2 separate regions of the Gasterosteus aculeatus genome follow, and region 2 is linked to region 1. The links are chromatin contacts, called in public Hi-C maps. All regions are on one chromosome and are shown on one strand. The core of a region is the stretch at or near the end of the contact, and the rest is flanking DNA. Distances in the headings are between cores, read along the strand shown. Region 1 holds the start of arid5b (AT-rich interaction domain 5B). Region 2 overlaps arid5b (AT-rich interaction domain 5B).

What was found. A called contact is a pair of places that touch in the nucleus more often than the background predicts.
Region 2: a contact with region 1 is called in a Hi-C map of liver, with 4 times the contacts expected there. The contact joins the enhancer-like site here to the promoter of arid5b in region 1. A contact is called at or near these places in 5 of 6 Hi-C or Micro-C datasets (blood and trunk muscle, liver, skeletal muscle and 1 more).

The regions. Positions count from the first base shown.
Region 1 is chr6:16,031,470-16,037,264 of fGasAcu3.hap1.1, forward strand. arid5b (AT-rich interaction domain 5B) reads left to right here and starts at 3,764. Exons shown (of 10, transcript XM_040178722.2): 1 at 3,764-3,874; 2 at 4,188-4,442. The coding sequence starts at 3,854.
Region 2 is chr6:16,082,863-16,089,624 of fGasAcu3.hap1.1, forward strand. It overlaps arid5b (AT-rich interaction domain 5B), which reads left to right. Exons shown (of 10, transcript XM_040178722.2): 7 at 2,896-2,948; 8 at 3,822-3,919. Among protein-coding and RNA genes, the nearest start is that of rtkn2, 21 kb to the right of the region's middle. Within about 2 kb of position 1,454, at least 2 of the 9 cell types and tissues checked have open chromatin away from gene starts, as enhancers often do. A contact at or near this core is called in liver, where this site is marked.

The DNA of each region.
Region 1 (5,795 bases), core at 2,514-5,013:
TACTCAACGAGTTACTCATTTGTTACGTAAAGGTACAGGTCGTGGGATTTGGTGTCATCTAGTGATGATGTTGCAGATTGTAACCGGTGGAAATTCTCCCCTGTGTCAGGTGGGTTTGACACGCGTCACCAATAGGCTGACAGGCTTGTATCCGGACCTAATACCAATAGATAAATGAGAGAAATAAAACGTTTTGATAGAGCCATTCTCACCGAAACTCACCGACAAATAGCATCATTTCACGAGACGCTACTCAGCCAATCGAATGCGCGGATTCCCGATAAGCATCCCGACTCGAGTGAGAGAGAAGGGACAGAGTTATAAATGCATTGACCTTTATGTGTCTCTTCTGCTCAGAGACGGTGGCGATTATTAAAAGCAATAATGTGAAGAACCACTGCGAGACTAATCACACAGCTCCTGAGCAAACCGACCCACTCAGATCTGAAATGAAAGCACAGAGAACAAACAATCCAAGAGCCTGACGTGATGAATCCACCAACACATTTTTATCGCGGCCCAACAATTATGTAAACAGGGAGGCGTGTCGATGTGAAACAAGTGGTTTCAATGATCACAGATAGAGTCCCTGCACACTCTCTCTCAACAACAGGCAGATTGTGTCTTTTCTGGATGACCTCACACCTGAGTGAAGTGAATTCAAAGCCACGGGGAGAGGACGATTCCGTTACTTGAAATGAGAGAAGAACATTGAACAGTACTATTAAATAATGTTTTTTATTTCAATTAAATTGATGTTGAGTCATTTGTTTGCTTTGACAGTCAGGTGTTGACTATATATAGACACTAAATCAACATAATTGCTACTAAATCATGTTGTTTGCACAAGGACAATAAAACCAATGTTTTGAAAAAAGCAGCAACATACAAAGATTAAGCTGTGATTTAATGACTTACCGTTGTGCAAAGTGTACTAAATGAACATGTCTTTGATTCTGTAAAGGCTCATAAGCCAAATTAACTGTTTTCTGTTCAAAGGAATGAAGAAATGCTAATAAATAATATTGGCCCTTTGATTTCTTGTGGATCGGACCATCAAAGGGTTGATTCGATTCATCCTCGCAGCGCTCTGTGAGTTATTTTCATACCTGCAGCTCTAACACCATGCAAGGCATCCTGATATTCATACTCATCATGTAGGTCATGTGGAAACGTTCTATTTTATTGCTCTTTGTACTGCTTTGCTGGGGTTGCAACGGTAGCCCCGGCTCTCTTATTTTCAACAGGACTTTCCGAGGTCATTTGTGGCTCCCTGCTGACGCCGCCTCATTCGCTACAATATGGCCCATAATAAGGCCTTTCCAGTTCCTCCATTGTGGACATTTTTTCAGGCGTCCCTGCTCGCTCATGCAGCCAACACGGAACATTATTAGTGTTTCAAAAGTTTTGCGTCAGAGATTTTAAAAATGAACCAAAGAGAATTCACGTTGCGAGCGATTCTTATTTCACTCGGCCGGTCAGCCAAACGCCCCAATGGACAATTTGGCGAGCAGTGAATGCGAAATTGGGAAAACAGCTTGAAAATGTAAACAGTCTGAGGTGAAAAAAAAAACTCCCCCTGCAAGTTTCCAGACCCACAGATGTGGCTGGACTTAAAGACGGATACTTTCCGATTTAGTTAAGCAATTTGAGCTCTAACTGGTCCGCCGGAAATTCATGTTAAACTGTTATACGACGTTATGCACAGTGTATTTCTCCAGCTACTCATTTGTCTCCAGGCTTACTGCATGTTGACTCTTATTGTTTCAATGTATTTATTTTCCATGTTTTGAGTTTACTCAGGAGTATAAACCCTGTAAATGACTGTACGTCTTTGTGACGTCCTTGTTGGAATCTTATCTGGTCCCAAAGACATGCCGAGGTAATAGAGAAGCAGATGAGATCGAACATGTCGACTTTACACTAAGCGTGCGGCTTGAGAAGATGCTCTCAGTATTTTGAGTCCTCACGTGAAGCTCCCGCTCACACCAACTGGCTTCGACATCCGCACCGCAACTTTGCAGTCGCTGCCCTCGTATCGGGTTGTTGACAAGAAAACTCTAGTGGCTCTAGTCGAGCTCTAGTGGTGCCATTGATTAACCGTGGACTTCATTACAGTGGCGGCCATTAACAATGCAACCCCATTGATTCCGCCGCTGAAAAAGGCTGGGAGAGAAATCAGGAGAGATAACACTTAAGAGTCGCGGTCTGTATGAGATTCCCTCCACGATACCAATACTGCAGCAGCCGCATATAAGACAACCAGCATCTGTGTAATCCACTTATTTTCTCCAAACTGATGCACTAAACTTGCACTTAAAATATCAAAGCGTCACGGAACATTGCCCCAGCTATTTTAATAGTGATACATCATGTTCTTTGAATAAAGAGCAGTGAAGAGGAACTGGTGGTATTTTAGAGAAATGAAATGACGAGCCTGCTCTCAACTGATCTATAATACATACGTCTTGAAGATAACACAGATGTTATCTAGACAGACATTCACAGCAGCAGATATATAGCGATAACACATACCATTTGGTACACAGGAAAACAATTTAACTAGATGTGGATTAATGCGCCTGCACGCGCCGGCCGTCATAAAAAGCGCATTGCGTAATAGTGTACTGGAAATAGCTGGTGTCAGAAGTAGGCCTATACGTCGCTGTTGCAATGCTCTGTGATCTGAGTGGTGGATGCGTTGCAGGGCAGCGGGTGGAAGACGGCGGGGAAACAGCACGGCCGTGTGGATGGAGCCGGTACTACACCACGCATTATTTATTCCAGACAGCCGATGAAATTCAGCTGACACATTCAGCAGCGGAGAGCGAAAGGACAATGGGTCCACACGTGTAAATAGGAACCGTGTAGTTTGTGTAACTTTGTCCAAACATCGTAGCTGTGTTTAATCAATCGTGGCTTAATATTGGTGTTTTATTGCCGTTGTTATCGCCCGGTTTTGGGAGGCCAATAAATATGAATCGACATAATTACATAAAAGGCTTCGACCGTGCAAACGTGTAAACCCGTGTCACATGTGTTCCGCTTTCTTCGCCAGGTCAGCGCATCGTCTTGTAGATGATTTATGTCTGCTTAATGAACCGCCTTGTGGATTCCGTCTCGTGACGCCCCGCTTTCTAACTCGGCCAATTTTTGTCTTTTCACCTCGCCTCAAAAATACAAAAAAAGGGCCATTATTTTAAGCATTAAACCGAAGCCGCGCGCCCGAGCTGTAAAGCATTTGCAAGTTCCGCTCAGAGCGAAACCGCCACCTAACGGGTGCCCACATTGCCTTTTGAGGAATCATTTGATAGCCCTATTAACTTTCATGTAACATTGTTTCTTGAAGGCATCCACAGCAAGCGCCTCAGTGTCATTACTGTGAGAAATGTGCTTTCATAGTGAACGTCTTTTACACAAGTCCTGGAAGACACAAAGTCTCAGGAAAGACCACAATCGTTCTATATGAGCTAAAATGAAGCGTACAGGGGAAAATCACTACCCCCAAAACACATTTGGGTTTTTTAAAAACAATTACCGTCTAAGTATGCTTGAACGTTATTAGTGAATATGATTATATTTGAAAATTTTGTCCCGGCACGCGATTCCGTCTAATGGAAATTCACACCAAAACATTAAAAAAATGTTTTTATTTCAATACATGAATACAGATACTTTCACGATATGATAATCAGTCTATGTAGCACGAAACATATTTTTTCCCGCACCCTTATTGGACTTAAACACGAGGATTTAAACTCCACGGGAATATGTCCCTTGCAGGACCTTCGCGATCCATTCAAGCCAGCAAGTTTGGAGAGCGTGTTGAGTTTAATCAATTCATAACGTCGAGATGGAGCCGAACTCACTGAAGGTAACGTTTGTTATCAACCGTCTATTTGTGTTATTTTCGCGTTGTGCTAATCGCCGCATACTGTAAGATGTACTCGGGTACCTAATACACAAAACTTTGCACACATTTCCTTTGGCATGACCGCATCTGTGTCATATGTTGAACATTAAACATAGTTACATGATGATGCAGGAAAACTGCGATGTCCTAATGTGATATTTGCCAGACGTGCGTATTTACGCATACATGTTTGAAACGTTTGTGTGACACGATTTGTTTACCAAATGAGTTAATAAGCCATTCATTGATTTCTCCCTTTCTGTTTCCTCTACAGTGGGTGGGCTCGTCTTGCGGTTTACATGGACCATATATATTCTATAAAGCCTTTAAATTTAACCGGGACGGCAAACCGAGGATTCTGTCTCTCGGAGACTTCTTCTTCGTCAGATGTAAACCGGAGGATCCTATTTGCATAGCGGAGCTTCAGCTGCTCTGGGAAGAAAGAACAAGCAAGCAACTTTTATCAAGCTCCAAACTTTATTTTCTACCAGAGGATACTCCCCAGGGACGGACAGTCATCCACGGAGAGGTAGGACTAGTATTCATAACGCATACTTTATGGACGATTTGTTTGCTCTCGCTGGTTCTCGAGTATTTTTTTAAAATTTTTATTTAACGGCATCTTTTTCTGCATTAAGAGCCGCCAGTGGATGTTCGGCGGCGGACATTCGCATAGACGCGTGCACGGCATCGATGCGCCCGAGCAGCTAAATGATTGACCTACTATTTGTTGTATTTGTTGCCTGGTTTTACTTTAACCCATCAGCCCATTGTGGTGTCAACTGCTGAATGTGCACTTGTCCAGCTGCGGTCAATAAGACCGCTGCGGCGCTCTATGGGGGCTTAATTGCGTTATAAAGGGGGGGGGTCCGCAAGAATCCTGCGCTCGGGCTCTTGTCATTTCATTTCTTTTTGTTGTGTGTGTGTGTATGTTGTTGGTTTAAACCGTGTCAAATGCTGACATGCGGGCGGAAATTGCGAAACGGTAATGAACGTATGGGGAGGGGGGGGGAAGGGGGGGTCAACCCGGCTCAGATCGCTCGCCGCGATAGTTATTGGATATTTCTTAATGCCGCCTGGTGTTGCAATAGACGAGAGTCGTAACGCGTGGCGGAGCGCAGCCAGCGCCGACACGTTTCGACTACGACCTCTTTCATCCTCCACGACGTGACTTATAAAGGAGAAGTAGAAGAAGAAGAAGAAGGAGGAGAAGAAGAAGAAGAAGAAGAAGAAGAAGAAGAAGAAGAAGAGGCGTTACGTCGCGGCCGTTGTTGGCACAGTGAAGGCGATAGTTGATGATTGACTGTGGCCGTATGTGGCGGTCAGTGATCCGGTTACATTGTTGCGCTCGCTGGCATCAACTCGGATACCGAGAGTTCTTCTCATCGGCTGTAAGAAAACAAACAAACGCAGTGTTGTTTTCCTCCCTGCGAATATACACCCCCCCCCCCCCCCCCCCCTCAAGAAAAACCTGCGACCACACGGCACTTGGATTCCTCCTCCCCGCCTGTGATCACTGCGCGGCGGGATGGGAACGATTGTGCGCGCCGCTCGGGATATTGTTTACGGGGAAGGGACAAAGCCGTGTTTGTGCTCGCGTCTTCCTGCCGATGCCTTTACTTACATTCTTTCCTCTTGAGTAACAAGAGCGGCGATCACGTTTCCCCTTTCGCGAGGAAGGTGGATCTTTCTGTGGGTCTTGTCGCACGGGGCGAGCCGGCGTCTCTGCGGCAGACTTTCTGCTGTCGCTCCTCTCGCTTATCATTATTATTATTATTATTATTATTATTATTTAATAATTACTGTGAGTGCACGCACCGCCGGTTCTGAGGCCAAACTTGCGCAACGACACGTCAGATCCGCCCCCCCCCCCTTTTTTTTT
Region 2 (6,762 bases), core at 204-2,703, 49 kb after region 1:
ACGTCCATTGAATTTAACAGAGGCGCTTTATGGCCCAGTCAAACCCATCGCTCCAAACACGAAGGTGAGCGGCGGGCGCCTCGAATCTGCTTAACCCCAACCGCCGTTGCTTTGACAATCCCGTCGTCCCGACTTGCCGACGTGTTGTCGCTTAAATGGGTCACTGTGGTTGAGGGAGACGGAGGGAAGGAGCGAGGGGAGGCGTGGCGAGAGACGGGGTGCCGGGTGGGAGACGGCATCACCGTGTTTCAGTCGGAAAGGCCCGCGCGCCAACTGTTTTACATACAGTGCACGCTTTGGATCTCAAACCCGGACACATCATAAGCAGGGACCTCATTAGATGGTGAAATGCTGTTTAAACTTTGTCCTTGGCAGCGAGCACACGTCAGCGTATGTAAAGAGGAGGGGAAAAAAGGGAAAAAAACACATCATAATTAATACAACAAACCCTTGGATGTAATCAGTCGCTCGTCTCATATTCCTCCTTTTAAACTCGCTACAAATGCATTAAAAGATCAAAGAACTCGCTTTCCTGTAAGGGGAATTAAAATGGTGTTATTTTAGTTGCGTTTGAGTAATAATCTTTTTATGAAGTTCTCCAGAGTTTAACAAAGCAACAGATGGTTGAATGATTTACCAGAATTACCCACATGCTTTGTTGGCTGCGCCATTTGATTCGCTTCCAAAAAAACCTGAATCCAAACATGGACTATTTATGCCTCTTCGTCTGCAAGCTCTGGCGTTTCACCTGATGGCTTTTTTGAAACACTGCAATCTTTCTTTACATCGATTGGCTCACAACGTATTTTTTTTTAACACAATTCCCACCTGTTCACCCGCCTCGCGCTCATGCTGAATTTATATTTCCCTCCAGGATTTGTGTGCATGAAACATCTTTGAGCAAAGACTCCATACCTTTAATAATAATTGAATAATAATATGTAAAAAAAAAAGGAAAATGAGCTAATACCTATTATGCACGTTTAGTTGAGTATTTAACAAATATAGTCTTCAATGTCAGTTATTAGTTTAAACAACGTAATCATGCCAATCAGTTATAAAATCGGCTTAAATAATACATTGATTATAAACATTGTAGCAGATATTTTTCACTATACCCCTACGCTTGTGTTAACATGCCTCAAGATGGCTGCATTCAGCAGTCGTTGGCAAAGATTTCTTTGAAATGACAAAGAGGAATATGTACCTCTGAATCACTTCAGTGCACCCATTCAGACTGAAATCCCACTTCCAACTGAATCACAGGGAACGACAGGACATAGTTGGCTTTTACATGTGAGCGGCAGTTCATTTCGAGAGGAAAACAGTTTTGTCCTACAGTTTATTCATGTAAGCTGCTGTCCCTTTTTTTCATCGCTTGGTTAATATTGACTTTGCTCTACAGCTGCCGCCATTGAAGTCGTGCGGTGCAGCTGACAGAAAGAGAGAGAGAGAGCGAGAGAGAGAGAGAGAGAGTGGATTCAGGAAGAATGGAACGGGAGTAGTTGTGGTTACATTGTATTTTCTGAATGTCCTTGATCTGCAAGATTGTGCGACAAGTCCAGATACGTGTGCGCTTCAGCGCTCGGCCATCAGCATGTGATTGTGAACATCAGTTCCAATTTGTCTCCCTCTTTTAGCCGTGTTGTCTAATTGCCATGCCGTCGGTGTGTCATCGAGGCTGCATTGTGTTCCTGTTTTGTCATCCTTATCTCGGTGATAATTGCTGCTGCCAAATAGAGGGGAATTAAGAAAAGAAATTGCTAATGACAAGACATCCAAGAAAAAGCATGTTCTCTGGTTTCCTTTATCTGTTCTGTTCCCTCTGTGTCCCGAGTGCGATTGTGGTAATTACTGTCGGTGCATAACAAGCTAGTTAAATAGACCATCTCTCTGTTTCTACAGTCGGAAAGCACAATACGCCGGAGTGCTCAGTTCAAACAGAAAAACCTACCCAGCTCCCTTTGTTATTCCACCCGTGCATTGACAACGGTAGCAGAGAGGAGGGAAGGGAAAAAAAAAATCAATGCTGTCAAATGCGGAGATAGGAAAATGTCATTTTGACAAATGCAAGGCTTTGTGTACGCACAGATTGAATTTTGATGGATTTCTCCCCAGGCGAGGGCCTCCTTTTCTTATTTATATGCCTTGATATAAAAATGTTAAACAATGATGTTACAGAGAGCAAATACAAATGTCATTGGCACAAAAAAAAAGGCTCCGATGAACTTGTGGTTCTTTGTTTGCAGGGAAACATTTTCTTTCACAAGACAGACAGCCATGTGAAGCCTTTCTGAAAACTTACATGGCTATTTTTAGTCAAATGTTACACAAGCCTTGTATTTTGATATGGCCTGTCACGGAGTATTTGCATGGGGAAATCAATGCAAATGAATTTGCATTAGTTCAAACAGAAGTTTGAGCATATTGCCAAGCGTTTGATGCTGGTAATGGTTCTCATTCATACCTGCAGGCGTCTGAGGGTTAACAAATCTCTTGGTCGGGATGAAGCATATTCTCTATTTTGTCACATAGCGGCGTAGTGCTCAATATTCATTGGCATCCTTTCAGCTGAAGAGCAGTGACTGTGGGAAAATGGGAGAATGATATTATGTGTTATCCTTCAGCCTTTGTCGATCTTTCTGTCCCGCTATCTATATATCGGTCTGTCCTGTTAAAGTACAACACTTTGATATTTGTGTATGATATATAGTATGTAACTCTATTTAGCTGCGTTTGGAAAGGAGATATTGTCCTTATTACCGACCATGAATTTCGCTCTACATAATATTATGTTGGTATGGTGATCTAAATACTGTCTCCGGTGTGATGACTGTGTGTGACGTCATGTCTTTCAGCTCCCTTTCTGACTGCTGTGTCTTCTGTCTCCCACAGTCAACCTTTGGACCATGTTTCAAGCTGCTCAGAAACTAGGAGGATATGAGTTAGTAAGTATTCACATGTGTGGGGACATTTTCCCTCCCTGTCGTTGACCCCCCTTCTATCTTCCATCTCCGCCTCTTTCTGTTTGCCTTCTCCCTGCCTCTGTGTGTTTATTACCCCCCCCCCCCCCCCCCCCCCCCCCCACCCCCACACACACACACTCCCTTCCCCTCTCTCACTTACTCTGCCCTGGTCAGAAGGAAATTGGTCAAATCGCTCATCTCTTCCCATGTTGGGGATGAAGTGAAATGCACATACGAGTATGTATGAGGCGCAGGCTTTTAACTCGGCCGCCCCACCTGCCGTTTATTCTTTCATTCATGGGCGACGTGTTTCCAAAGTGAAGTCAATGTTTGATCTCGAGTTGGCAAGTGTGTTGCTCGTGCCTTTTTCTTCATTAGCTCCCTGGTTTAATGTCATCGAAACAGACAGCCAGACCAGACTATAAACAGGATCCAGCTCATATAATTGTGGCTCGTATCCTTTTAAACCCTCGTATCTGCAGCTGATTATCTCACGTTTTTTATGTCCGGGCTTCGTTGGCTCTGTGGCAGCTCGGAGTTTTGTGTTTTGTGTTGTAGCTCGTCATCTATATTACGGGATAAGAGGTTATAACAGGAACAACTGACTGCATGATGTTAACTGAGCTTATTATGTTAGAGAATTGAGTGTTGAGGATTCAATAACTGGAATATCATGACTCAGTAACTCCCCCAGACCTCCAAATGATCTCAACCACTAGTGTTCTTCTCTTTGTTTTCACTTTCCTTTTTCCGATTCTTTCTTTTCCTCGATCTGCACTCATCTCTCTGTCTCTCATTCTTCTTTTTTTTTTGCTCTTTGTCTTAACGCCTTTTCCCTCTCAACCATCCCTCCAGATCACGGTCCGCAGGCAGTGGAAGCATGTATACGATGAATTGGGCGGGAACCCAAGCAGCACAAGTGCCGCCACGTGTACACGGAGACACTACGAGAGGTGAGTTATCGCGTTCGTCAGTTTTTATATGACACATTATGCATGCACACATGGAACAGTTTGCAGAGCCTGAAATGAGTAAACTCTCCCACAGCTGCATCAGATATAATTTCACAATGCTTTATTCATAACATCAGGGCACTGCAGAAGAATTGGTCTCATTCAGTGGAAGTCAATGCACTTACACATTTGTGAAGAATAGTCTCTCACTGTTGGGGCATGCAGTTCTAATAGGATTAAGAAATGCTTTCCTCATGGGCCTGAATCAATTCCTGATGAGATGCGATTCAGTTCTTTTTCTAAGGATTAATTGATTAGTTGTGTGGCACTGTGGAACCAATTATGCAGTAAACTCCACCCATGGTGCTGTACAAGCAGGCTAAAGAGGATTTAAAAGCTCAAAATGACTGCAAAGTTTTGAATTATTAAGTGACCTACATGGATGCACGTATAAAAAGTAACTAGCCTCTCCACCAAACATGCATTGCTGGCAAACGGAGCTGCAAGATCAAATGAAAACACCAATTTAATGTATTCCACTAATCATTCAGTCAGATACTGCAGCAGTTTGAATTTTCCACATTATAATCACTCGGATGGTATTACCAAACCAAAGCAAGCGTATGAATAGGATCCTGAGGGAGCTGTGAGGGTATTATTCAGGGCTGCCTGCACACACTCGCACTCCCGCGCACACACAAACATGCACGCACGCCCACTTTCTCAAGGTTAAACAAATGGCAAACACAATCTTCCCAGCAAGAGATAACCAGTCGCTCATGAGGCAGGTCGTTCCTCCGGGCCGGCGACCCTCTCCACATCCTTCTGGCTGCTGCAGACTCATGCATCAGCACAGCTCCGGCAGACACACACACACACACACACACACCTGTCAGTAACGCAGCAATGTGCCAGCCGTACCATATGAGGGAGTCGGGCAGTTTGATATTGTGTCAAGATTGCACGCTGTAAGCGAATTTGAAAGCCCTGGCAGTGGCGAGCGGAGAGGTTTTTCCAGGAAATTTGTGAAAGCATATGTGTGAGAGGGTGTTGTTCGGTGTGTGGGATTTGTACACAGGTTGACACTGTGCCTCTAAATGTTTGGACTGAGGGTGAATCCAGTGTTTACACAGCATTCTTAGTTCCTCCCCACTGCCTCCAGCAGGTATATCTTATATTTATACCCATAATAGCTGTGACGTTTAAGTGACGGAGATGATGCTGGTCAAATTTTTGTGGGGACGCCGGTACGATGCGCCTCTGCCAACGAACGACTTTTGAAGCCAGATGTGGAGAGCCATGCTGTTCACCCGTTTTTTAAGGGCGCAAACGGGGGAAGCCGGGCGGCTGCAGGACGAAGCCGGAGCGGGAGGCGCTGAGGTGTGACTGCTGCTGCGCCGGCCTTTCCTTCTCCAGCCACCGAGAGAAAATAACGCTGAATCAATACAAAGCAATAATATCCACACACTGCGGTGAATATCAGGCTGACAGGGGGAGAAGGTGTGAGAGGGAGGGGTGGAGGAGATGGGGCATGTGTGTGAGAGAGAGAGAGAGAGAGAGAGAGAGATCAGCTGAACCTGAGCAAGTTTCCATTCAGGGGAATCATTTTAGCTGAGCCTTGGTGTTCGCGCTGCTTGGAGGGCAATTAGCTTCATTGTATTAACTCAGCAAACACGGCCATTCTCTCTGCATGATGAATGAGGCTGTTTGTGGGCTCGCTGAAGTGTGCGTTTGTTCCCCAGAGGCGTCTTTGTTTCCACCTTTAATCATTAGTCAATGTGCTACAGAAATATAATTCACAGGGACGAATGTACGGTGCGTAAACTGGAACAACACGCGTGTTTTTCTTCTCCTCTCCGAAGGATCGCTTCTGATGTGTCTCCAAAGTACAGTAGAGCAGGAAATGTGAAGTATGACGCGAGTGGGAAGAAAGGGAACTATACCTCAGGACACAATTGCCTTAGATTAAGTGGCTGTCTTGGCATTATTTGGGTTAAAGACTGTGGATATCCACAAGCATTCTGCTCTCATTTTAAATTATACACATTATCCCTTTACAGCTCTAATGGTAAAATCAAATGAAATGGTTTCCTAGGAGATGTTATTGTAAAAGACGGAGCCAGGGGCATAATCACTATATTTATGCTGTCCAGGAGCAGTTGGTAATGGAGTTACACGGCTGAAATTGAACAGAAGATAACCTCAGCTAATTGTAATTTTCAAAGTTACTCTTCTTTTTTTTGTCGCTGTGCTCCGTTCATTAGTGTGCGGGGAAAAATCAATGCAAAAATGTCCAAGCCAAGGTCTGCCGCTGAGACTACGGGAAAGCTTTAATGATATTTATTTAAACCGTTTCCCGAGATTAGCTGTCAGGGACCAGCGCTCTGAATTAAAAATGAGGTCATGAAAAAGATGGCATCAATAACCTTGAAATAGACTGCCTTTTGCTTCTGTGCTGTGCCATTTTCTCTCTGTTTCTCTCCCTCACTCCCCGCTTTGCACTTCATGCTGTTTCTTTCATTATACAGGTCAGCGCCTTTTAACAGCTCCTACATATTTAATCTTCCTGGTTTCCTACGTGATCTCTGGTTACAGAAACATCGCATTTCACTATCTCTCTTCATTTCTGCCTGTTACACATTTTTAATACCTCACCATGCCTTGGCACTCTAATGTAATTGCACAACAGGGTTGGTATTGGGGGATATTGGAGGGGGGGGGGGGTATCCATGGCAACAGAGAAGCAATTTAGAATAATTTGCTATTTAAAAACTCTTTTTGGGAGAAGGCAGAGAGCGCACATGAGGAGTTTTTGGATTCGATCATTTCATCTCCCAAGTGAT